5 separate regions of the Mus musculus genome follow, and all the other regions are linked to region 1. A link is a contact called in public HiCAR-type and HiChIP or PLAC-seq data. All regions are on one chromosome and are shown on one strand. The core of a region is the stretch at or near the end of the contact, and the rest is flanking DNA. Distances in the headings are between cores, read along the strand shown.

Evidence for each region. HiCAR-type assays count read pairs that join an accessible place to other places. HiChIP or PLAC-seq counts read pairs in DNA pulled down with a chosen protein or histone mark.
Region 2: a contact with region 1 is called in an H3K27ac HiChIP or PLAC-seq map of extraembryonic endoderm stem cells. The contact joins the promoter of Oga here to the promoter of Pprc1 in region 1. A contact is called at or near these places in 13 of 39 promoter capture datasets (the C10 cell line, the HPC-7 cell line, the SN4741 cell line and 9 more), 1 of 15 datasets of contacts at CTCF or cohesin (large pre-B cells), 4 of 484 Hi-C or Micro-C datasets (CD8 T cells, bone marrow-derived macrophages and embryonic stem cells), 27 of 115 datasets of contacts at active chromatin or transcription factors (the 230-238 cell line, the HPC-7 cell line, bone marrow-derived macrophages and 17 more) and 5 of 9 other capture datasets (adipose tissue, embryonic stem cells, liver and 2 more).
Region 3: a HiCAR-type map of embryonic stem cells shows a contact between it and region 1, with 2.6 times the contacts expected there. The contact joins the enhancer-like site here to the promoter of Pprc1 in region 1. A contact is called at or near these places in 1 of 39 promoter capture datasets (embryonic stem cells), 1 of 15 datasets of contacts at CTCF or cohesin (the NIH/3T3 cell line), 1 of 484 Hi-C or Micro-C datasets (B cells), 5 of 115 datasets of contacts at active chromatin or transcription factors (astrocytes, bone marrow-derived macrophages, embryonic stem cells and 2 more) and 2 of 9 other capture datasets (macrophages and pancreatic islet).
Region 4: an H3K4me3 HiChIP or PLAC-seq map of pro-B cells shows a contact between it and region 1, with 3 times the contacts expected there. The contact joins the enhancer-like site here to the promoter of Pprc1 in region 1. A contact is called at or near these places in 1 of 15 datasets of contacts at CTCF or cohesin (the NIH/3T3 cell line), 1 of 484 Hi-C or Micro-C datasets (B cells), 6 of 115 datasets of contacts at active chromatin or transcription factors (the HPC-7 cell line, bone marrow-derived macrophages, extraembryonic endoderm stem cells and 3 more) and 1 of 9 other capture datasets (pancreatic islet).
Region 5: an HNF4G HiChIP or PLAC-seq map of pancreatic cancer cells shows a contact between it and region 1. The contact joins the promoter of 2310034G01Rik here to the promoter of Pprc1 in region 1. A contact is called at or near these places in 9 of 39 promoter capture datasets (the C10 cell line, the HPC-7 cell line, cranial neural crest and 4 more), 2 of 15 datasets of contacts at CTCF or cohesin (CD8 T cells and the NIH/3T3 cell line), 4 of 484 Hi-C or Micro-C datasets (B cells, bone marrow-derived macrophages, embryonic stem cells and 1 more), 16 of 115 datasets of contacts at active chromatin or transcription factors (the 230-238 cell line, CD8 T cells, the HPC-7 cell line and 7 more) and 4 of 9 other capture datasets (adipose tissue, embryonic stem cells, liver and 1 more).

What each region holds. Positions count from the first base shown.
Region 1 is chr19:46,054,742-46,059,803 of GRCm38.p6, forward strand. Pprc1 (peroxisome proliferative activated receptor, gamma, coactivator-related 1) reads left to right here and starts at 1,798. Exons shown (of 14, transcript NM_001081214.1): 1 at 1,798-2,002. The coding sequence starts at 1,850.
Region 2 is chr19:45,780,828-45,785,537 of GRCm38.p6, forward strand. It overlaps Oga (O-GlcNAcase), which reads right to left and starts at 2,726. Exons shown (of 16, transcript NM_023799.4): 1 at 2,105-2,726. The coding sequence starts at 2,303.
Region 3 is chr19:46,469,706-46,474,113 of GRCm38.p6, forward strand. It overlaps Sufu (SUFU negative regulator of hedgehog signaling), which reads left to right. Exons shown (of 12, transcript NM_001025391.2): 9 at 3,867-4,001. Among named protein-coding and RNA genes, the nearest start is that of Trim8, 30 kb to the right of the region's middle. Within about 2 kb of position 1,341, at least 147 of the 459 cell types and tissues checked have an H3K27ac peak or open chromatin away from gene starts, as enhancers often do. A contact at or near this core is called in astrocytes, embryonic stem cells and pancreatic islet, where this site is marked.
Region 4 is chr19:46,451,008-46,455,766 of GRCm38.p6, forward strand. Sufu (SUFU negative regulator of hedgehog signaling) reads left to right here. Exons shown (of 12, transcript NM_001025391.2): 7 at 2,155-2,308; 8 at 3,728-3,839. Among named protein-coding and RNA genes, the nearest start is that of Trim8, 48 kb to the right of the region's middle. Within about 2 kb of position 1,579, at least 134 of the 459 cell types and tissues checked have an H3K27ac peak or open chromatin away from gene starts, as enhancers often do. A contact at or near this core is called in B cells, the HPC-7 cell line, bone marrow-derived macrophages and 1 more, where this site is marked.
Region 5 is chr19:46,346,238-46,351,067 of GRCm38.p6, forward strand. 2310034G01Rik (RIKEN cDNA 2310034G01 gene) reads right to left here and starts at 2,751. Exons shown (of 1, transcript NR_040418.1): 1 at 1,964-2,751.

The DNA.
Region 1 (5,062 bases), core at 548-3,047:
GAAACTGGAGCTAGGGATGGTTGGGTGCAGCTAGTGTTCTCAACTGCTGAGCCATCTCTCCAGCCCCCAGTTTTGGACTATTTCAAATAATTTGGGTTCTTTTTTTTTTTTTTTCCAGGGCTGGAGATATGGCTCAGCAGTTAAGAGCTCTGACTGCTCTTCCAGAGGTTTTGAGTTCAACTCCCAGCAACCACATAGTGGCTCACAACCATCTGTAATGGGATCCAATGCCCTCTTCTGGTGTGTCTGAAGACAGTGGCAGTATATTCACATACATAAAATAAATAAATCTTAAAAAAATTTTTTTTGACCTATAGGTTTATTGACTTTGTGTTTATGGGTTTGCAAGGGTGGGTGCACACGTGTGGATGCCCAAAGGCATCTTTAGAGAGTCAGTTTTCAACCCTTGCACCACATCTTTTTTTTTTTTTATAAGATTTATTATTTATTTGTTATATGTAAGTACACTGTAGCTGTCTTCAGACACCTCGGAAGAGGGCATCAGATATTATAGATGGTTGTGAGCCACCATGTGTTTCCTGGGATTTGAACTCAGGACCTTTGGAAGAGCAGTCAGTGTTCTTAACTGCTGAGCCATCTCTCCAGCCCCGCACCACATCTTCTAATGGACTTTGGGAATGTAATTCAGGCTTGGTGGCAAAGTTCCTTTAGCTGCTGAGCTATCTCATTGGCAATCAAATGTATCAAATATATGTGTATGCCATGCATACGTAAATAACCCTCCCCCCACCCCCAAAGAAAATCTGATCTAAAGATCACCTGGAGCTGGAGTTATTGGTGTTCGTGAGCTACCTGACAAGGGATGCTAGATACTCTGAGAGAACAAGTAATCGCAATTACTGAGCATTCTCTCTAACCCCCTCCAATAATCTAAGGTTTCGTAATAATAAGTGTTGCTTTAAAAAACTGAAAATATGACGAATGAATGAACATTAGAAATAGGAATGAAGTGTAAAAATACAGAAAAGGATCGTGGTTGGCTGGGATAATCAGAAAAGCTTTCCTACATTAAATATGACTTGAAGGCTATTTTGAGGTTAGAAGTTCCATGCAGAGAAACAAAGGGAAGGAGAACACTTTTTGTTTGGTTGTTTGGCTTGGTTTGTTTTTCAAGACAGGGTTTCTCTGTGTAGCTCTGGCTGTCCTGGAACTCTCTCTGCAGACCAGGCTGTCCTGGAACTCAGAGATCTGCCGCCTCTGCCTCCCAAGTGCTGGGATTAAAGGAGTGCGCCGCCACTGTTCGGTGAAGAACACTTGAAGGATGGCAAGGAATTCTGGAGTAAAGAAGTTTGATAGAGAGAAACCAACCTAGTTTTCTGAGTAACTGTAGCGAAAGAATGGAAGATGCGGTATTTTTATAGAAACATTTGCACTAGTGCTGCAGTATGAGATTAGCTGAGGGTTAGTGTCTAGACTGGGAGTATCCACTTGGGGGTGCTGCTTGAAAACAGCGGTCGACTTGAAGTAAGGTGGAAGGAAAGTACAGGAGGAAGAACATCAAACAAAGAGGTCTAACATCTGGGCAATTTAACAAAAAATAAAGTGATATTTTCCTTACTACTGCGTACTCAGCAGCTTGGTCAAAAGTGAGCCCTACAATACGCATACAGCACTACCCGCTAATCTTCCTTCATAGACTACAATTCCCAGAAATCCTCGAGGGAGGTCAGGGCCTTTATCTTTTTCCAGGTTGCAAAGTGGTTCGCTGCATGGTCTTCTGGGATTCGTAGTCTTGCAGTGTCCTTCGGGAGATGTAGTTCCTTTCCCACAATCGGCTGGGCGAGGCGGCGCCGGCGATCAGAGCAGCGCTGGGTGTTCAGGGGCCAAGATGGCGGCGCGCCGGGGACGGAGAGACCGAGTCGCGCCGCCTCCGACTGGGGGCCCGGGTCCTGACCCTGGCGGTGGAGTGCGTGGCGGCAGTTGGGCGAGTCGAAGCCAAGCGCCGTATGGGACCGGGGGCTCCGTGAGCGCCGCGGAGCAGGTGAGAGGGTGGCCGGCGGCCCGCGGCTGGCAGCAAAGCGGCGTGTGCCGGGCGGTGACACGTGGACGCCACAGGAAAGGGAGGAAGCACTTGCGTGCCGATGCTGCGGGAGTTGGGTAGGGCTGAAAAGACCGAAGTTGTCTGCGGAGGGTATGGCAGCAGAGCCAGGGACCCTGCGGCGATTCCTGGGCACGCCAGAGGGACAGTGTCGGGCGTCAGAAAGGTGGCCCTAGATGGGGCGTCAGGGACTCGGGATTGGAGTTGAAGGCTAAGACTTCTTCCTAAGGATGCCGGAGGAGCTTCACCAGCTTGGCGCCGTAGTTCCTTTTTCGGAGCACGTGGGGTGTGGGGGGGACGATTTCCCGGGAGAACTTGTCTGCCTCCCCCTCCCCCTAGGCGGCGCGGGCGCCCACGTGGGTAGGGCTCGCCGGCGGGGGCGGGGGGAGCTCGGGGCGCGGGTCCACGTGGGGGCGGGGAAGGGATGTCCACGTGGCTCCTGTCCCAGGCTGTCGGGCATCTAGTATCCGCGCCGGAGTTGCACTGCCGGGAACTGGGTGTGTCTCAGCCGCTCCCGCCATCTCTAAAGCCTGTGCTGGGACCTCTGGTCTGGAGGGAGGTAGGGACTGCTGGAGGCAACTTTGCTCAGAGCCTTAGGAGTTTTTTCTCTCTCGCCTGCGTCTACAACGCCTTCTGTCGGTAGATGGTGGACTTTCCAGATGTTCTCAAAGTCGGCTTCCTAGAAATGTCAGGGTGTGAGGCGAGGATTAGAGGATTTGAGACTAAAGGGCTGTGGAGAAAGGAGTTCGTGGAGGCTTCTGTCTGACCGTCTTGGAGTGAGTTGTGTGTCATAGACATTGGCGGTTTGGTTGCCTGCAGTCCTTCATATGTGTGGTTCAAGGGTCATGGGAGTGTCAACTAACCTGTGACTAGTTTAATTTTTCCCCTCATTTTGTTTCTAGCATCTTTTTTGGGGAGGAGATAGTTAAGGCGTGCTTGGGTGAATTCTCAGCTACAGCTTCGGGAATTGTGTCTGTGTGAGGCTTTTTGGAGTTTTTCATGGAGATAGGAAAAAGTGAGAGGTGGTTTGAGAACTATTGAATATATGTAGTTGAACATTTAATGGGTCAGGAAAAATGTTTTGTGCTGGGCTTCCGAAAATGCTCAAATCAGGTTTGCAGTGAAGTGAGCAGGAATTAGTTGTCTTTTTGACAGCAACCCCATACGAGGTTTGATTGCAGGCTTCCCAGTAATACTAGGTCCAGCAAAACAGCCTAGGGGGGAATGACTTTTGGGGCATGCTCTGGGATCAACCATCCTTTTTCCTCCAACTTTTTACAACATCTGTGGTCAGCACTGTTCATCATCTGGGAGAGACAGTAGGGGTCCAAGATCCAGCAACAGTAGAAGTTACATGGTCTGTCAACTCAGTATTTATCAGGGTGTCATATTTAAGTACTGATGTTGCTAAACCACACAGATGTGATCCTTGCAGTATCCTAAGTTTAACTCAGGAGAGACATAATAAATAGTGGTGGGTAAAGCTGAAGGAAAGTGCAGGTTAGTTTGGAGTATGTAGTCATCAGAAATCTAGTTTGAAGTCTACAAATGGAAGAGTCCTTTTAAATTGAGACTCCTAAGGCCCTGTGAAAAACTTTTCTCAAAGGGAATAGGAAGTGAAGATCAAAGGCATGGCTTATGGGAAGAACTGAGGCCAGCCTAGCAGAAGAAGGGTGGGATGGTAGAGGACAAGCTCAAGAGGCTGGCAGGAAGAGCAAGACATAAGCCATTGTAAGGAGTTTAAATCCCATGCTAAGAGCGGTAAGATACCATTGAATGAGTTTTTTGTTTCTCCCTGTGAAGTCTTGGCTATCATCTTAATCTTAGAGATCCTCCTGTCTCTGCCTCTTGAGTGCCGCGATCAAAAAAAGGCAGTGCTGCCGGGCGTGGTAGCCCACGCCCTTAATCCCAGCACTTGGGAGGCAGAGGCAGGCGAATTTCTGAGTTCAAGGCCAGCCAGCCTGGTCTACAAAAGTGAGTTCCAAGACAGCCAGGGCTACACAGAGAAATCCAGTCTGGAAAAATAACAAACAAACAAACAAAAAAAGAAGGCAGCACTGTCTTTTGGCAGGATTTATGATGGTCTTAGGAAATAACAAGTTATTTGGTTTTTTTGTAGTTTTTTTTTTGTTTTGTTTTGTTTTTGTTTTTTTGTTTTTTTGTTTTTTGTTTGTTTTCGAGACAGGGTTTCTCTGTATAGCCTTCCTGGAACTCACTCTGTAGACCAGGCTGGCCTCGAACTCAGAAATCTGCCTGCCTCTGCCTCCCAAGTGCTAGCATTAAGTGTAGCCACTGCCTGGCTGTGTTTTTTCCTTGTTAATCCTGGCTCAACTACTCATGTTTTAAAGTATATAGAAACATTAAAAAGTCTCTGGGCTGGGCTTAGAGGTAGGAGAATCAAGAGTTTAAGGATAACCTTGGTTACATAGAAGTATAAGACCAGCCCATGCTACATGAGAGTTTGTGTCAGAAATACAAAGTTGGCTTTGAGTTCTGGATGAGCAAAATTGGTGTGAGAAAGCCAACGGAGGGTTCTGGAGTTAATGCTAGTGGCGGGTTCACTTGTGGCTTGGCCTTAGCCTTTAGCTGCTCCTGTTCCCCTGGGAATGGTTGTACCTAGGGATTTTTCAGTGTGTGGGTGAAGCCATGTAAAGGGAGGTAGATGTCTCTGTCTTGGCCTCCAGCACCTGCCGGGAGGAGGTAGAGATGAATGGTTTATAAAGCTGGACCAGTCTGGCCTAGTGGTTGGACTGTAGAAGGAGGCAGGGCAACTAGAGATACAGGCTACTTGCTCACGGATGACTGTTTGCTGAGCCATGCGCTATTTAGCTTTGGGTTGTAATTACAGGTTGAAGACCTGGGTGGGAGGAGTTAGTCCCTAAAACCTGCTGCCTTCTCACTTTAGCTTTGGGCCTAGACAGACTCCTAAGAAGTGTCCTAAACCAGCCTGTTTTTTCCCTGGGCCCTATAGCTCCACCTTTTAAAAGGACCGGGTGCCTGAGG
Region 2 (4,710 bases), core at 1,476-3,975, 270 kb before region 1:
GCCTCTGTTTCAGAGCACTAAGATCAAGGGTGTAAGCCACATCCAATGAGAGCTGTTTTAATATACTTTAAAGAGATTCACGTTTAGTACTACCAAGAGAAGGCACAGTAAGCTACCTCCTTTCACTTGTTGCTAAAACAAGATCTTACTTTGTTACCAGGGCTGGCCTCCCAACCCTAGATTACAGACTGTCAACAACATGGCTAGTTCTGAATTCTCTGTATCCCTCAGAGTTCTCTTCCTATCCTTCCCCATCCTAGGATCTGAGACAATACAATAAAGACTCTTGTATGGCAAGATGGCCTCAAACTAAATGCCAGTTTGGGACACAAAGTGAATTCCATGACACACTGGGATAGTGTGGGGAAATTTAAAACAAAAAGCAACAGCAAAAGCTTACACCTAAAGTAGGATGGTGGTCTGCAATCTCGGCCACTCCAAGGGCAGGAAGATAACAAGTTTAAGGTCGTTCTGTGCTTCAGCTCCTGATCACCTAGGCTACAGGAGACCTGCCCACAAATAGGACTTCCATCTTTTCTCATTTACAGAAGATTGCCGAGCCGAACAACAGGTAGTCAGGAAGATCTTAGCACTCTGTATAACCCGTTTCAGACCCATGGTTTCTGTCAGAAATAAAACTGTGATGATGTCTTTAAAAAAAAAAAATTCCACTTTTTTCCCCCTAAAAATGTCTGTACTCCAGCAAGCCCAGTATGTATAACGCACAAAGCACTCATGTTTTCATAAATCTGGGCTCCAGGAACAACGGTGCTCCCCCAAATTTTGCCCTGCTGTTCCATGTCTTCCTGCCAAGAATATTCTCCCTCCAATTAACCTTTCTCAACTACCAGACCTACGACCTCGGTCTTCCATGACAGTGGAAAAGCTGGAGCTCTCAACCAGGAGGCCAACCTAACTTTATCCCTTTTGGCTTGAGTATTAGTCTTTAAAATGTTTTGGTTTGTTTTTTTAAAAAAAACAAGATTTTATTTAATATACAAGTTCACGGTGGCTGTCTTCAGATACACCAGAAGAGGGCATCGAATCTCATTACAGATGGTCGTGAGCCACCATGGATGTGGTTGCTGGGAATTGAACTCAGGACCTCCGGAAGAGCTCTTAATCGCTGAGCCATCTCTTCAGTCCTGAGTACTAGTTTTTATATTCCCCAGTAATAATAATAATAATAATAGAGAAAGAAACTAGAAAACGTTGAGTTTGCCACTAAAAACAAAACAAAAATCAAACAAACAAAAAAATCCATAAGAAAACTCAAATTACGGAGTGCTTAGGGAAGAACTAAGCTTTCCTGAGCTCGGTATCCACCCATTCTATTTCAGAAATTGTAATTAAGATCTTCCGGCATCTTCCCTTACTATCAAAACGCCCTCGTCCTTTTCAACTGTAAATGAGAAGACAGAAATTAAGACTTTCACTGAATTCTAACTCCACATAACAGATGCTCTGAGATATGATATACTGGTATTTACACACACTCCCAAGTCAAAAAAACAGCAATTGTTAAAGGATGATACTTTTCTGGGCTACAAGTGAGTCTTAAGAGGTGAAGGAGGCTTACAGGCTAACAAAAATAAATAAATAAAAATAAAAACAAAACAATTTCCTAAGCCTGAAGGAATCTGTAATATAATAAGCTGACTGCGCTCCTTCACGGGTAAAAACGTGCCTGTGAGGGCTGATTTTTTTTCCCCTTACAAGGATAGGGGCGGGGGATGGGAGCGCTGCACAAATTTCAACTGAAAGCAGGCATCTCTGCGGACTAAGATCCCAAGGTACAAAGAAGTGAAGCCCACAGCCGGACCACAGGCTCCTTCCTTGCCACCGCCTCCTCCTCCGACAAATCTGTGTGGCTCTAAGCCAGAGGAGGGTGGGGTCAGGCTCCTCCATAGCCCGGAGTCGCCGAAGCCGTGACATAGCGGAGGGTAAAGAAGTGTGCCCACCGTCTGTCTCCTCCCCGTAACCCCGTGTGAGCAATGACGGACGCCTCCCGTCCTGGGGGCGGGGAACTGCGGGAAAAGTCACCAGCACGCCCCTCCCGGGGACGGAGGCTGAACACCTACGCGGGACTGGAAGGCCAACTCACCTTCCACGACACCGCACAGGAACCTGCGGGCCCCTCCGGCCGCCCCGACCACGGCCGCAGCCCCGGCTCCCGATGGGTTATCTTCTCCGGGGGCGGGAGCTACCGACTGCTCCAACGAAGCCCCCGAGGCGGCGGCAGGGTTGGCGTTGCGCTCGCTCTCCCGCTCCTCCAGCGCCGCCTGGCTCTCCTTCTGCACCATCCTCCTGCCGCCGGCCACCGCTCCCCTTCGGCCTCGGTCCGTTGGGCCAAAGGCCCGGAGCCCTGCAAAGGGGCCGCGGCTCCGAACGCGCGCCTCCGGGGCTCCTTCCCCTCCCCCTCCGCCCTTCCCCCTTCCTCTCGGCGGGGGCCCGGAGTGCCCGGATGAGAAGGGCGGCGGCACCGGCTCGAGCCCTTTGTCAGCCGCTGCCTCGCCCCGCGCTGGGAGCCGGGAGCCTAAGCGGAGGGCGAGGCAGCCGCCGCGTCTCCACGGAAGGAGGACCGAGGAGGCGCCTTCGCTCGTCCTCCACGCCCGCCGCCCTCCGGACAGCCCGGCGTCTCCGGCTCTCTTCCCCCACCGGAGTCCCTAAGCAGCTCCTGCCGCTGCCTCTGCCGCCCGCTTCCTGTTTATCCGCACTGCGCCTGCGCTACAGACCGGCTCAGACCGGTCCCCAGCCCGGCTCCCCCGCCTTTCCTTGGGATAAGCCCATTGCGCTTTATTTGCTAGGGGAGAAAAAGGACAAAGGGCGCCGTGAACACCGCGGAGGTGTGCGGCGGTGGGACGTACCATTTTGGCTCGCCACCCTCCGGGATGAGCGCCACACTCTGGGTCGGACCATTACCCCACCCGGAGGAGGGGAACATGGGAGAATGCGGCCGGCCGGGGAGTTTGGGAGGAAGGGGGGGGGGGGGGGCGGAAAGGAGGTGTTTACCCTCTCAATGCGCAGGCGCCGGGACGATACTTCTAGTTCTTAAAGTGGTAGGAGACACTGACCTACTTTGGAGATTGTTGTACCAGTTTGGCTCATCGGGGCTGCCTGACCCACGTCTGCTTCTGTGAAGACACCATGCCAAGGAGCTCAGCTCACGCCTCTGTCCTGACTCATTGTTTCTTCTATCCTGTCTTCGGAGTTAACCGTGTTTTAAATTGAGCAGTCAACTGTTTTATTGAGTTTGCCTCATCCTGGGCTGTTGGGACCATTATGACCTCATAATATGGTTAAAACCTGCTGTTACGTCTCTGCCTGATTGAGCCCTACGTTTGTTTTGGGAGAGGCTGTGGTATGAAATTCACCAGACTACGTATGGAGAAGAAAGACTGCATTCCAAGCACAGGGAAAACAAACGTCTAATAAAAGTAGAAGAGAGTGGAAGGCGAGTTTGTTATGGCGATGGAGAGTGTGCGGTGTGCGTAAGGGACATGACCCTTTTAGCCTTAGCATCAGCATTTCCAAGGAAACCCTGCCTCTAAGGGCTTGCCTCCTGTACTCTAAGGGCTTGCCTCAGAGTACACTTGACATTTTGGTTCCTTAAGGGATCTGCCAGCCAGGCGATGGTGGCGCACCTTTAATCCCAGCGCTTGGGAGGCAGAGGCAGGCGGATTTCTGAGTTCCAGGCCAGCCTGGTCTACAAAGTGAGTTCCAGGATAGCCAGGGCTATACAGAGAAACCCTGTCTCAAAAAGACTAAAAAAAAAAAAAAAAAAAAAAAATCTGCCCTGTTTGGGAACAAACCTCTCATGTTCAATGTTAAGAAAGTAGTCAAACTATTGCATATGCCAGAAAGATTTTGCTGAAGGAACCCTGTTATAGCTGTCTCTTGTATGAGGCTATGCCAGTGCCTGGCAAATACAGAAGTGGATGCTTACAGTCTATAAAATGGAACACAGGGCCCCCAATGGAGAAGCTAGAGAAAGCACCCAAGGAGCTGAAGGGGTCTGCAACCCTATAGGTGGAACAACAATATGAACTAACCAGTACCCCCAGAGCGCGTGTCTCTAGCTGCATATGTAGCAGAAGATGGCCTAGTCGGCCATCACTGGGAATAGAGGCCCCTTGGTATTGCAAACTTTATATGCCCCAGTACAGGGGAATGCCAGGGCCAAAAAGCAGGAGTGGGTGTGTAGGGGAGCAGGGCAGAGGGAGGGTATAGGGAACTTTCGGGATAGCATTTGAAATGTATATAAAGAAAATATCTAACAAATAAAAAAAAAGAAAGAAAGTTAAAAAATAAAAAGTAGTCTTTTTTTTTTTTAATACTTCGTCGCAGTAGCCCACCTTGTAGCTCCAGGGACGTTGCAGGGGTGCACATTACAGGCGAGAACTTCCTTGCCAGGTTTATGCAGTGTTGGGTATCCAACCCAGGGCCTTGTACGTGTTATACAAACACTCCAGGGATTTGGTGGCCTTATTTATTTTGTGTGGGTTCACAGGCCGTAGCCCATTTGGACATGGCCCAGAGGACAACTTGAGGAAGTCAGTTGTCTTCCCTTTGTGGATCCTGGAGATCAAACTCAGGTTGTCAGGCTCAAGCTGTGGGAGCCCCTTTATTGCCAGCCCCATCCAAGACTTTTTTGTTTTAATGTGTGGGGGGGGGGGCAGCAGAAGAGGCAGTGGCCAGCCACTGAAGGTG
Region 3 (4,408 bases), core at 91-2,590, 410 kb after region 1:
CTTGCCACAGAGCCTGATGCCTGAGTTTAACCCCTGGGCTCCACATGGTAGGAGAGTGATAGGTTGTTTCTGCCGCTGGTGAAGTAAGCCAGTTCAAGCCAGATTAGAGTAGATTAGATTAGATTAGATTAGATTAAAGGCAGGTTTATTGGGAAGCTGCTCTTGGGCAAGTTCGATGGCCCCAAAGATTGAGGCCAGGGGATTCGCATGGGGAGAGAGGAGGATAGAGGGAAGAGAAAGAGAAAGGGTGCATTCACAGAGAGATGAGAAGGAGAAGAGAGAGCCCAAAATATCTGGATTCTAAAGGGAAGAGTCTCTGGGGGAAGGTTCAGGGTTGGGAGCAGGCTTTGCCAGGTAGGGACTGAGGGATGCTGGGAGAACCTGAAGGCCAGGTCTGCTTTAGTAAGTAAAACTTGGTCCCTTGTCTGAAGTCTGAAACCATACGGAGAGAAGGAACCCCTATGCATTGCCCCCTGACCTCTGCACACTGGCATATCTGTGCACATGTGCATACACATAGTAGATAAATAAATAACATAAAATTAAAAAGAAGAAACGACCAGCCTGGGCTACATGGCAAAGCTTTGTCTCAAAAAAAAAAAAAAAAAAAAGAGAGAGAGAGAGAGAGAGAAAAAGGTCATTTGCCAAGGTCACCTAGAATGTGAGCCTGCGATGTGCCTCCTAGAGCACACTCGTGATCCCATGGGACCTAGGTCCCCTAGGCCTTCCCAGCCCCCAGCCCCAGGAGCTCTGCCTTCCTTCACTATGGAGAAAGCCCAGCTGAAAAACGAGGCCATGCTGCCTAGCACACTACTTATTTTTTTATGACTAAGATTAAGCTGACAACCATGCAAACCTGTGTCGGCTGCAGATTTAATACCTCGCCCGGCCCACACAAATAATTCATGCTTCTGCATCGATGTCCAGAAAAAACAAATCAGCAAAAAGCCGGGCCCCAGCGTGTGTGAAGCAGCCGCCTTTCCATTGAAGCTGCATGCCGGAAATACCCAGGCTCCAGGAGTGCAGAGCTAGCATTTTGAGATTTTTTTTTTCTTAAAAGATTAAAGTATGTTTTCTCAAATGATTGAAGGTTGGTGGGAGGTGTAAATGTGGGCACTTGTCACATTAATTCCTCAGATGATTAAGCTCTTTGCCGCTTCTTTAGAGCTGTTTGCAGTTGGGTTTGATGTCCTCGTTCTGGGTGAGTGTGTTGTGGCAGTTACCAAGGTGACTTTAGCTGACTTTCAACAATTTATTTTTCCCTCCAGCTTGAGACTCTCAAGCCCTGTGTGCTATGTGAGTCTTCTCTGGCAGCCCCCACCCTACCTCCAGAGGCTATTCATCAGCGTTTCTGCCTGGCCCACTGAGGCTGGAATTCTCCAGAAGGTCCCACCCGCAGCGGGCCAGGCCTCAGCCCCAGTGAGCAGCCTGGCTGCATAGAATAGGAGAAGGTGTTATCAGATAAGAGTTACATCCTGGCACTCAGTGGGGTTCAGGGTGGGGCTCAGTGGTAAAATATTTGCCTAGCCGACACAAAGCTCTGAGTTTCAATCCCATTATCCCCCAAAATAAAACCACGGCTGTAATTTGGGTTATCTGTGCTCACTTTATTTATAAAAGGGCTAAATGAGTGTCCTTGCTTGCTGTGAGGACCCATAGAGCAAACCTGTGCATTTAACAGAAAGCCTGACACAGAGGAAGCAAACATGGTTGCTGTTTCCTGTGTTCTGCTCTTACTTGAGCCCCAGGCTACCCCATGTCTGAACCCATCAGTAGTGCCCGGATGAAAATGTGGGGTTGCCCTCCTTGGAAGGCAGCCAGAGAAGGTGGTCAGAAGGCCACGGTTCCCAAGCTGGCCTGCCATGCTCATGCTTGTTGTTTGGCCTTGGATATGTTTTCCTTTTGAAAAGGAAAGAGGTAAATTAAGCAGGTTGAGTTTCTTTCCGATCTTGAAATGCTGTGACCCTCTTGGCCAGTGTTTGTCTCCTTCACCATTCTTGTGAGACAAGGGAAAAGCAGTTCCCAAGGCAGCTTTGGGAGCCACAGGAAGGGCTGCCTTGGCGACCGGGGAGTCATCTGGGGGTGGGTCCTGGGAGGAGCAGAGCAGCAGAGCCGAGCTGCCCAGCACCTGGGGTGAGGGGCAGTCGGGCTGAGCCACTGCCTTGCTGTCAGTGCGGCCCTCAGACTTGCCAGGGAGGGGATCTGCCTGTCAAGTGTATCATTGGCTCTGAGCCCCTGTGCTCACCCTTTGTAAGTTGAGACCTGCTCCTGGGTGGCTGTCCAGCTCAGACATCCTGAGTAGCTCTGGCCTGCTGCTCGAATGATTTAAAAACAAGTGCTCCGAGCCTGGTATTTTGCTGAACACTTGAAGAACTGTTCTGGGTTGCCCAGCCCAGGCCAGAGTCCTACCTTTTGAATGGAATCCATGGATGACAGTCTTTTCCTGCTGGGCTAGATTGGGGAAGTCAGGATAGCTAAATTTGAAACACACAACACTTAGAATGACAAGAGCCCCAGGAGCCCAGCTTTGGGTGGGGGGCTTAGCTGGAGGGGACCTGAGGGACAGTGACAGCTTAGTGTGGCCAAGGCCACTGTCAGAAGGGACCTAATTCAGGGCTTATACATGCACAACACCATATATACACACGTGTACACACCACACCACATACACACATTGTTAGCATTTCCTCTAAGTTCCGTCCCGCAGTTACCTGACAGCAGCTAGGTGTGCCTGACTCACTATAAAAGGGGCTGCTTGTTCCTTCCTCACTCACTCTCTTGCTGTCTTCTTCTCTGTCCCTTCTCTCTCTATTCCTCTATTCCCTCCCCCCTTCTCCACATGCTCATGGCCAGCCTCTCCTCCCCCTCTGTCTCCTCCTCCTCTTCCTCTTCTTCCTCTTCCTCCTCCTTCTTTTTCTCTCCCTCTCTCTCTCTCTCTCCTCCTTCCCCCCTTTCTCTGTCTCTACTACCCCCTCAACTGCCCTCCCATGCCCTAAATAAACTTTATTCTATACTATACCCATCATGTGGCTGGTACCTCAGGGGGAAGGGACACCTCAGCATGGGCCCTCAGAGGCACCCCTTCCACCTCACCATACCACCCCTTTACCAAACATATTCCTGGTTCTTCCTCCTCTTTTTTATAAAACATACCACACCACATATACACACAATGCACACTACATACACACATATCAAGCCACATACATACATACGACACCACATACACCACACCACATACATACACACACACACCACATCTACACATACCAGTGAAGCCCAGCTGAGTGTCACCCAGGCAGATGCATCTGACTGACTCCAAGGCCTAACCTTCACCTCTCAGCAAAGACTGGGCTGCTCCCCATTCTTGCTTATGTTGCTGCCTTGCCTGGCCCTGTGCAGGAGTAGGCGCTCACTCAGAACCAGGGTCAGCCAGCCTGCCCTTAAGCTGCTGCCCCGTGGCACCTTAGAGAGCTAAGAGCCTCTAGGGCTTTGAGGCAGGGGGAAGGCACCTTAGAGCAGCTGTTGATTTCATGGGCAAAACAAGCAACTGTGCTGTGAACTTGTGTGTGTTGTTGGCCAAAGATGTGGGCTCCAGAGCCTGAGTAACTTCAGACCAAATGCCAGCCCGCCTCTTCATTGGCTGTGCGGCCTGGGACTCAGCCTAGCCCCTCCATCCCCATGAGCCCACCTCCCGGGGCATCAGGGGAGGAGACAGCCATTGAGAAGTGCTTGGCGCATGCCCGCCCTTGGCTGGTGCTAGAGAAGGTGAGCTAGCTACTGTAGTTAACAGGCATCACAGCTGCTGACCAGGGGCTCGGCCAGAACATCCCTTCCCATGGTTTCCCCTTGTGCTTGCTTCACAGGAGCCGCAAGGACAGTTTGGGCAGCGACAGCTCCACGGCCATCATCCCCCACGAGCTGATCCGCACACGGCAGCTCGAGAGCGTGCATCTAAAATTTAACCAAGAGTCGGGAGCCCTCATCCCTCTCTGCCTAAGGTGAGCTGGAACAGCACAGAGCACATCAGCCCTGCAGGACCCTCACGATCGATCCATCTTCCCCAACACAACTCAGCTAAAGCTTTGGGCTAAGCAGTGTCCAGGGCTGGGGATGGAAGGCAGCCATTCAGGCAGCTCTGTCCTGGGCCTGAGTGGGAAACTGGAGACTCTGTGTCACAGGCCCTGCAGTGTCTTCCCCATCTAAGCCTCTGGGCAGTGCAGGTAGTTGAGAAGTCTTCAAGCAGGGTAGCAAGGCCAGATGGCCCTGCAGTTCCTTCCTATAGAGATTGTTTTGTATCTTTTAACCTAGAGCTGTGACAGCCCCAGTCACATAACAGTTCCCCAACACATTGGTCTGTCATCTGAGTTTTGTTTGTTTGTTTGTTTGTTTATTGAGGCAGGGTCTC
Region 4 (4,759 bases), core at 329-2,828, 400 kb after region 1:
TACCACTGGCTTTCATCCTGACAGAGCGGAGGAGCTCTGTGTGTGAGCCAGTAGGATAAGGCATGGTCTGTCGCCTGAATTCTACAGCTCACATAGGAAAACAGAGATTTCAGCCCAGAAAAGCAAGCCTGACACATATATGTGTGCATTTAAAAAGAATGGACTTTATTATATGTAAGTTACATATCAACTTAAAGTTAGATCACCACCAACAAAGAAAGGTAATCATAAGGAATATTGCTTCTTTCCCTACTCCTCCATTTTACCACATTTTCAGGGAGCTGCCCTCCCCTGTATCAGACAGCAGCACAGGCTATGCTGACCCCACAGCCCATTGCAGGATGCTGATTGGTCTAATGATCCTGTCATTCTTCCTAACTCACTCCCCAGCCCTGCCCAGGTAGGTTGGCACTCTCTGATGTGTGGAAGAGTCGTTAGACCCTGCCAGTCTGCAGCTGACACTACTGTGACTGCTTGGGACAGTGTCAGTGTCACTTTGTGGTTTAGAATAGATGGTTGCTTGGCACACAGCTGCATTCTGGAAGCCCCGGAGCATTGCTGCATTTCTTGCACACCATGCAGGGGTAGAAGCACCAGAGCCCAGCTCCTTCTGCTCACCTCGCAGCAGAGGCAGGCCATGGACATCTCTGAACTTGACATGTTTCTGTAAGGCTCCCATGGGCCTGTAAGGCAGGCCATGGCAGCGACTAGGCACTTCAAATTGTACAGTGGCGTGTAGTTTGCAGACCTATGGGGTCTTTGCTACCAACCTGTGAGTTCTGGGGCACACAGCCTCTTCCTTTACACATGAGGCTCCTCCACTTTCTGGGTACCTTTAACCCTGAAATGGTCTCGATGATGCCAGGGGTATCTCTGCTTCGAACCTGCTTTCTGTGTGGCTTCTGCTTATGTAAGAACCATGGAGGCTTCATCCCCTAAGCCTTGTTCTGCAGCCATGCTGGGACACAGCATGGGGCTCTGTAGGCTCTTGTTTATCTCCTATACTCAGAAAAAAACTTGGTCCCCTGAATTAGTAGAGCAAGCAGACCCTTCCCCTGAGGGTCTCAGGGCAGCTGCTGGCAAGAAAACTCAGGTTCTCCCCAAGCAGCTCCAGCCCCTCTCCTCTGCTCTGCCGGAAACAGCTAGAGCTGTGTCCTGCCTGCTGCCTGCCTGCCTCATCCAGGCAGCAAAAGCAGCAGAAGAGAGAAGAACGGGTGGCTTATGGATAGGAGACCATCTGTGACCAAGGCATAGAACAATGCCCTTGTCTAGGAGCCCTGGAGAGGGACAGACTGGCACAGGGACATGGGGGCTCTGAGGAGTTTTTCACAGGAGGCTTATTTGGCCTGTATGGCTGTTTATGGACAAGGTTGCTAGCGTCTTCCAGATGACCTTTGAGCCAAAGCCCAGCACCACAGAATTAAGTTTTACCAGAAAATCCAGCGATGTTTTGAGTACAACTCTTCCTTGAGGCCATTTGGAGAAAGTTTAGACTGAAGCGTGCCAATGTCTACACAAAGGCAAGGCCTCTGGGGAAGTGTGCACCCGTCACTGCCCTTCAGACCCCGATTGCAGCCTAGGAAATGGAAACGAACCCCATCCAGAGCCCTCTGCCAAAGTTAGCTGGCATAGAGGCACAGGGAGCACTTCTGCTCTGGGGCGATGGCCCCCTCTAGCTGTTATAATGAAGAACTGCAGGTATGGGTTCCCAAGTCAGGGCGGGCTTCTACCCTAACTCCTGTAGGGGGTGAGGTGGGGTATGTATGATCATTGTTGGAGGATCAGGAAGAGGGGAAGCCTTCCACCTTTCCTTAGAGAAATAGGTCTTGTCTCCTCCATCAGCTCTGAGGGCCACAGCTGTCGGGGCTGAAAGATGCACAAAGGCCTTTGTGCTGGATGTTGGTGGGAAGGAAGTGTCCAAGGCTCATTCCTGCTGCCTCCCCTAACCCTGTTCCCAGAGGAGTCCAGGGGCTGGCAGGGGCCGTTATGCTTGTAACAGAACAAGGTCAATGAGACCCTGATCTCATAGCAGCTGTCCATGCTCAGCACCTACAAGGGCTAATACTGGAAGTGGAGTGGCTGGGCCAGGGTCAGTAACCTTGGGGCACATGAGTTCACTGAAGGCACTCTGACTCTTTGGTTCTTTTCAAGCAGGAGAGAGTTGACAAAGGCATTGAGACAGACGGTTCTAACCTGAGCGGCGTCAGTGCCAAGTGTGCCTGGGATGACCTCAGCCGGCCTCCGGAGGATGAAGAGGATAGCCGGAGCATCTGCCTCGGCACACAGCCTCGGAGGCTGTCTGGCAAAGGTTGAGACCTTCCCTTGCCTTGCTCCCTTCCTTCCAGGTTCCCCAGGACAAGTCTCTAACTAAATAGCAGCCCACTCTGATTATTTTCTGACAAATGAATTTTTCCAATGTGGGTGAACTATATATGAGCATTATTGGCCTGTTTGTAGCTATTTCCTGTGTGCATTTCAAACACACTAGTATACTCTGTGTGTACACTCTGCCCCTTGGAATCTGACCTCATGTATGTGAGTATGAACCATGGAATAGTTAACAGAAAATGTACACAGTCCACCCAAAGACACTACAGCGTATGTTCACCACCACAGAACTGACACAGACCCCAGCTCTGGCCTGAAGGCCATGCCAAGCCTGAGAACCTCTCTCCTTGAACCTTCCTGGGCTTTTAATGAGAGGGAGCGAGTGTGAAGCCCGACACTGGCCTCCTCTGCAGTCCCAGAGTCTGTGGCAAGTTAGCTCCCTCTGCCTCTGCCTTCTGGGTAAGCTCTCGGAGGAGGAGGAGGATGTGGCGTCCTGTTGGATGCTCCCATGCTGCTCTTGGCTCCAGAAGGACTTGTGGGGTTTTTTTTGTTTTGTTTAGTTTTGTTTTGCTAAGGCTGTCCCTGGCTAATGCCAAAGGAAAAGTGGCCATTTATATACATGTATGTTTAAGGCTTTCTGTCTCCTTCCTTTCTCAGTTCTTCTTTTTCATTTATCAAAGAATAAAATGCCTTTGGCCTTGAATAAAATACCTGACTTGGTTTACTTTGGAGACAGGGTCTCATGTAGCCTAGGCTGACCTCTAACTTTCTGTGAAGCTAAGGATGACCTTGAATTCCTGAGCTGCCTCCTCCTCCTCCTCCGCAACTTCAACTTCTAGTGCAAACATCTGAGCCCTTTTCTTTTCCTGTGTCAGGGGCTCACGTCCAGTTGCTTCTGACAGAGGAATGCCGTAGAGAGGCTGGCAGTCATGTCTATAGCTGCAGTCATCGCTGCTCTTTTACTTCTTGTTTACCTCGCAGACAGGCTCTCTTGCTCTCTGCAGCGTAAGCTGGCTTCTCATTTCCTGCCTCACACGCTCATGTGCTGGGATTACACACATGTACCACCATGCCCAGCATTGTTTGTTTTTTAATTATTGTAAAATGATTCACTGTACAGTACCAAGTCACACCGCAAAGTTGCTGGTCGTGCCTTCTCCACTAGTACTGCCGGCCCATCCATCTCTCCTTTTCTCCTTTCTTCCTTTATTGTGTGTAGCCCACCCAAGCTGATCTCAAGCTTGTTGAACTCGTATTTCAGCCGCCACTGCTGAGTGAGTGCTGGGCCTGCTGACGTGTGACCATGCCCTGCCTCTCACCAGTGCTGCCACCACTGTTCTAGGCTCTCTCAGGCTGGGAGCCCAGAGGGCCTTCCGGCAACTTTGTGATTTCATTGCAGACACAGAGCAGATCCGGGAGACCCTGAGGCGGGGACTGGAGATTAACAGCAAACCTGTCCTTCCACCAATCAATTCTCAGCGACAGAACGGCCTCACCCACGACAGGGCTCCGTAAGTGTCTGTGTTCTGGGGCTAGGACAAAAGGACGGTGTTTTTCTCGAGGGGCCATCCCTGAGGATTGCATGAGGGGAAGAGTGTACATGGTTCTTGTTGAATGGACCCCGAGTCTGTAGGTTTAAAGGCAGCCCTGATCCAGGCAGGGCACACGGATCTGTGGACTGTAGCAAAGGACCTCAAAGGGGACTCTGCAGACCATGAGTACAAACAGCAGTAAATATTTACATGGGCTGTGTGAACAGAAGAGAGTCCAGGTTGGGACAGAAATCTGACTGAGGGCCTGTGAGCCTTGTGGGAGCCCATTGTGCTAAGCCAGTCCCCTCCTTATCTCACTCTGGGTCAGAGTTGCCCTTCCTTCCTTCCTGGAGCCTGGGCTCTGGCTGATAGCTACAACCCCAGGGACCTCCTTGTCTGGCTAGCCCTGAGTTGCATGCCTGCTGCTGAGGCCCTTCTTCCTGCCTGCCTTTCCTGGGGCCCAGAGAGGGGAAGGCAAGTCCTTTGCAGGCCTCTGCTGCCTGTCTAAGGGTCCTGTAGTCCTTAGGAGAAACCAGCCAACCCCGGAGGTCAGACCTGTCCTCCTCCCACCTCCTCCTTTGTTAGAAGGGAAGTGGTGGGCTGGGAACTCCCTTCTTGCACAGTATAATGGCCTAGGGTGCTGGCCACTCAGAGCTGGGACCTCGCCTGCCTGGGTGGAAATTGCTCGGGCTAGGGTGGAAAAGGAGTTGGACTAATCCTACAAGACTAGGGTGATCCACCTACCCTCTACGAAGTCTGTGTGGCAACCTCAAGCCCTGGGGCCATTTGGGATGCACAGGGCCTTCCTTTGGGGGAAACAATAAACCAGTCATGGTATGTGCAATCTGACTGCATATACAGTTTGTTGAAAAATGACCATGGGTTTGGAATCAGGCTGC
Region 5 (4,830 bases), core at 1,501-4,000, 290 kb after region 1:
GCCCTGACTGTCCTGGAACTCACTCTCTAGACCAGGCTGGCCTTGAACTTAGAGATCTGCCTCTGCCTAATGAATGCTGGCATCAAAGGTGTGCCATACCTGGCTTTATGCCAGAGAGTTTTTGTTTTTGTTTTTACATTTTACTTCTTTCGTTTATTTAATGTGTGTACATGAGTCCCGATAGGACCTGAATTCCAACCTCAACACCCACATAAAAAGCTGGGCACAATGATACATGGTTGTGACCACTGGATGTGGGAAGAGGAAGAGGAAGAGGAAGAGGAAGGAGATGGTTCCCTCTGGTGCTAGCCTGTCAGCAAGCCCCAGGTCCCTAGCAGAAACCTTGTGTCAAAAGCCAAGGTGGGCTGAGGAGTGGGCCCTGTAACTGATGGTTCATAGCACATAATAGTGCTCTTCCATAGGTGACTCACAACCTAGTCTAACTCCAGAGGGGATCTAACAACACCTCTGTCTCCTTAGGCATCCTCAGACACCTACAATCTACACTCACGTGCACACACAATCCACAGACACACAAACATATCATTAAAAATAAAAACATTAATTATTTTTGTTTGTTTGTTTATTTCTCCAGGCAGGGTTTCTCTGCCCTGAAACTTGCTCTGTAGACCAGGCTAGCCTGGAACTCACAGAGATCTGCTGTCTTTGCCTCCTGAGTGCTGGGATTAAAGACGTGTGTCATTACCATTTAACATAAAATTAAATCTTAATAAGGTCAATGCTGGTGGTGTGTACCTGTGCACAAAGGAACATGCACACACATGCAGAGAGTGGTGAGATGAAGGGGGGTATATTAACTAATTAAATCAACACTTAAGCATTACAAAATATTACAAAATGTAAAATCGTACACACACACACACACACACACACACACACACACAGGGTCTGGCTCTGTATCCTCCCTCCTAACTCTGATTCCCAAGTCCTAGGGTTAAGGGATGCTCTACTAAGCCCATCAACAACACTACATTGAAATACTGAAAATTTCAGCTGTATTTATGGAAAAAAAAAAAAAAAAGACTAGTCAGATGTGATACCCATGTATGACCCCTGTAGGCTTGAGAGGGCAAACCTACTCCATCTTGGGACTGGCCTCCATCTTAAAGAAAAAAAAAAAAAAAGCCTGAGAACTTGACCTACAGCAGAACCCAAGCTACTCCCAAGTACCAGGAAGGACCCCACAGCTTGTCCTTAGCCCATACCCCAGAGTTACCGCTCCCTAGCTACTTCTTAGCAACAGTTAACCAAAGATTAATATGATTATTTCAAATGTACTTTCAGACCTTTGGTCTTGTTTCAGAACACCCACCTGTCAGCTTACAATAGACATTCAGTTAGATATTGCCAGGTTTGGGACACTCTCACCTACTCCCATTTCCTATAAAACCTTGTCCTGCTGAGGGTTCCAGGCTGCTCTGCCTTCTCTTCCTGTCCTGCTGTAAGGGTTGGGTTGGGGGAGAACCCAAGCCCAAGCTTGTAATAAAGAGATAAGAGCCCCAAGTGCTATTACATCAGAAACGGCTCCTAGGTGGTCTTTGGGAGTTCGTGAATGCTTTCTGGCACAACAGGCTCGGGCAGGAGTATTGCAACCAGTTTGAGGTCAGTCAGTAAAATAGCAAGACCTTTATCTGAAAATTAATTAATTAAAGATTTAACATAAACTGGGAATAAAGGCTAAGCATGGTGGTGCACACCTTTAATCCCAGCACTTGGGAGGCAGAGGCAGGCAGATTTCTGAGTTCGAGGCCAGCCAGGTCCACACAGTGAGTTCCAGGACAGTTAGGGCTACACAGAGAAACCCTGTCTCGAAAAAACCAAAAAAAAAAAAAAAAAAAAAAAAAAAAAAAGACAGCCTGGTCTAGAGAGTTAGTTCCAGGACAGCCAGGGGTAGAGAGAGAAACCCTGTCTGGAAAAAACAAAAGAACGAAAACGAATGACATTCCTTTGAACACCTAACTTTATGTGTTTTACAGATGTGATAGCTAAGGGGTTCAGAAAGGCTAAGGACGACACACGGCTAGAAAAATGTCAGAACTAGCTCTAAACCTAGCTTACAGGAGACATTTCCCACACTCCAGAACTATCATAGGCCTTCAGATGACGTTTGGATAGTAAGTCCAGGCAGGCGATTCTAGAAGATTGTCCACTGCATACTGTAGAGCTGCTGCTTAAGAGCAGGCCCAGGGGTCAGGCTACATACAGAGTAAAGACTTTAATCACACAGATGGCAAAATGCCCGCTTCTTTATCTTGTATTGGATGCTGGACGTCGCTCATTTATTTACTTCCGTTTCCAAGCTGGGAATTGCTTGGCTCCCTCAGCTTTGTAAAGAGGGGAGTTGTGGTGCAAGGGAGAGAAAAAGGCGAGTGGGACCCACACGGAGGGCTAAGAAGGGAGAGAGATGCTGCTTTCGCTTCAAGACCCTCTGGACCGAACACCTTTCTCTCCCAGCACGGTTCAGCAATAACTCCAGGGAAATCAAAAGCAGGGACGGCGAGCGGGGATCGACAGACTCGCAGGCGCGCTGAGATGCTCATCTTGGTCCTTGCTTTTTCTTGAGGCGGCCACGCTGCACCGCCTCCGGAGCGGCCGGGCTGTCCCCGCTGTCCCCATCGTCGCCACTGGCTGGCTTGCGCATTACGTGCCGGGCCACCTTGTATTCGGGCTCGCCCACACGCGGCACAGCCCGCACCAAGAACTGGCCGCCGCGCTTGGTGACGCGCACGTCGGTGCGTGGGTAGGTGCCGTAGACGCGCCGCAAGTCGCGGCGCACGGCGTCCGGCAGCGGTAGGGGCGGACCCCGCATGCGCTCCACGCGGCCCCAGCGCAGTTGCAGCTGCAGGCTGCTGCCCTCCGGCCACGCAGCGTCGCGCCCGGGCTGGGATGGCGCGGACACGGCGGAGGCGGGGAACGACGAGCCGGGGGCCGCGGCATCCGGCGGTGGGAAGGCCCACCAGGGCAGCGTGGAAGAGGCCAGGGCCGCGCCTGCACCATGGAAGCAGTGGAGTTCTCGCGGGGCCGTGCTCAGGCCCACCGGCCGGCTGCAGAAGTTGTGGGTCTGGATAGGTGGCAGCAGCAGAGGGGCGGGCAGGTAGGTGTAGGTGAGAGTCTGCAGCCGAGGCCAGACGCCCTCCCTGGGCGGCAGGCAGACGTAAGAATACATGACCTAGAACTCAGATGGCGGGCATTTTTACTGGGTCCAGACCTGTGATGGATGGGTATGGATATATAATTCATAATAAGCACGTGTCACTGGTCCCCCAGCTCTTGCCTGAGTTTCGTGTGACTGCCTGATGGCTTTGAGAAACCTTTCCTGGGTCAGGGGTTCTGCTCCCCTCCTCCTCATCAGATATTCCCGGGCCGGGGATGTAGGTCTGTCAATACAGAAACAGACATGCACAAACACCTGTGTTCGGTCCCCAGCACCACATAAGCGGGTGTGGTAGATCCTGCCTGTAATCCCATGACTCCTAGAGTAGAGGCAGCAAGACCAGGCCTTCAGGTCATCCTGTTTCAGAACAGCCTGGGCTACAGGAGACCCTAACAATCTGTTCGCATTCCTTTTAGGCTCCGCCCCACAGTTACCTGGCAACAGCCAGGTATGCCTGACTCATTATAAAAGGGACTGCTTGCCCCTCTCCTCACTGTCTTGCTGGCTCTGTGGATCTCTTCCCATTCCCCTCTCCCTCTCCCCATTCCTCCCTCTCCCCATCTCTCCCCCCCCCCGCCTTTATCTCCCTCAACTCCCCTCCCCATGCTCTATATATGGCTGGTACCTCTGGGGGAAGGGATGCCATAGCATGGGCCCACCATACCGCTCCTCTCCCAAACATATCCCTGGCTTCATATATATATGTATGGCACGACACAGTTGCTCTCCAGGCTTCTGAGCCCCCAGCCCTTGTTATCTTTCCCCTTGTAACCATCCATTCACTTGCCTCCTTCAGCCTCATGGGATTGTTCTCCAGTCTTTGGGAGAGGCAGAACCGTCCAGAATAAAGCTTCTTCCCACTGCTTTTCAGTGCTGTTTTCCCCTTCCATGCCCAGCCCGAGCCACACCTCCCTGTTACTAGGCAGAGAGAAACACCTTGAGCTGGCTTGGAGCCACCAGTCTGTCCACAGCTTCAACTGCCTGAGCTCACAGATGGCACTCCCTAGAATACTGAACACTTCCCAACGATTTCTAATCAGGTCCCTGCGGTTACCTACATGGTGACTCTCCAGCCGCCTGCAACTCCACTTTCAGGGGGGGGTCTGATCTCCGAGGGCTCCTACACATATGCAGTGCACAGATTCCTGGAAGCAAACTTAGGGATAAAATGACTATCGAGTCGTTAAAAGAGCATTCTGGGTGACATAAAACCAGTGTAATTACTTCAAACATGAAAGAGGTCCAGAGTCCTACTGATGCCATCCAGGAAACACCACTCACCACTTGGCTTTAGAGATGGAGGGAGTACCGAGAGCAAGGAGTACAGGCAGTGTCTGGAAATCGGAAAGCATGAGGCAATAGATTAAACCACAGAAGCTGCAGAGGGGAACTGAGTCCAGCCAACACCTTCCTGGTTAGCCAGTGGGACCCATTTCAGACTTCCAGTTTCCCACAACTGTTAGGTTTGTCTTACACCCTTGGGCTTTCAGTTTATATACCACCAAAAGGACATAATGTTTGTAACTTTGCCCTCTAACCAGCACCCGAGAAATATCCAGGATTACCCATGAGTTCATCTCACCCCATCAGGACTGGTCATCCTTTCTACCTGTTTGTACTTCCTCAAGGAATCTAGTCTTACCTGGTTGGTGAAC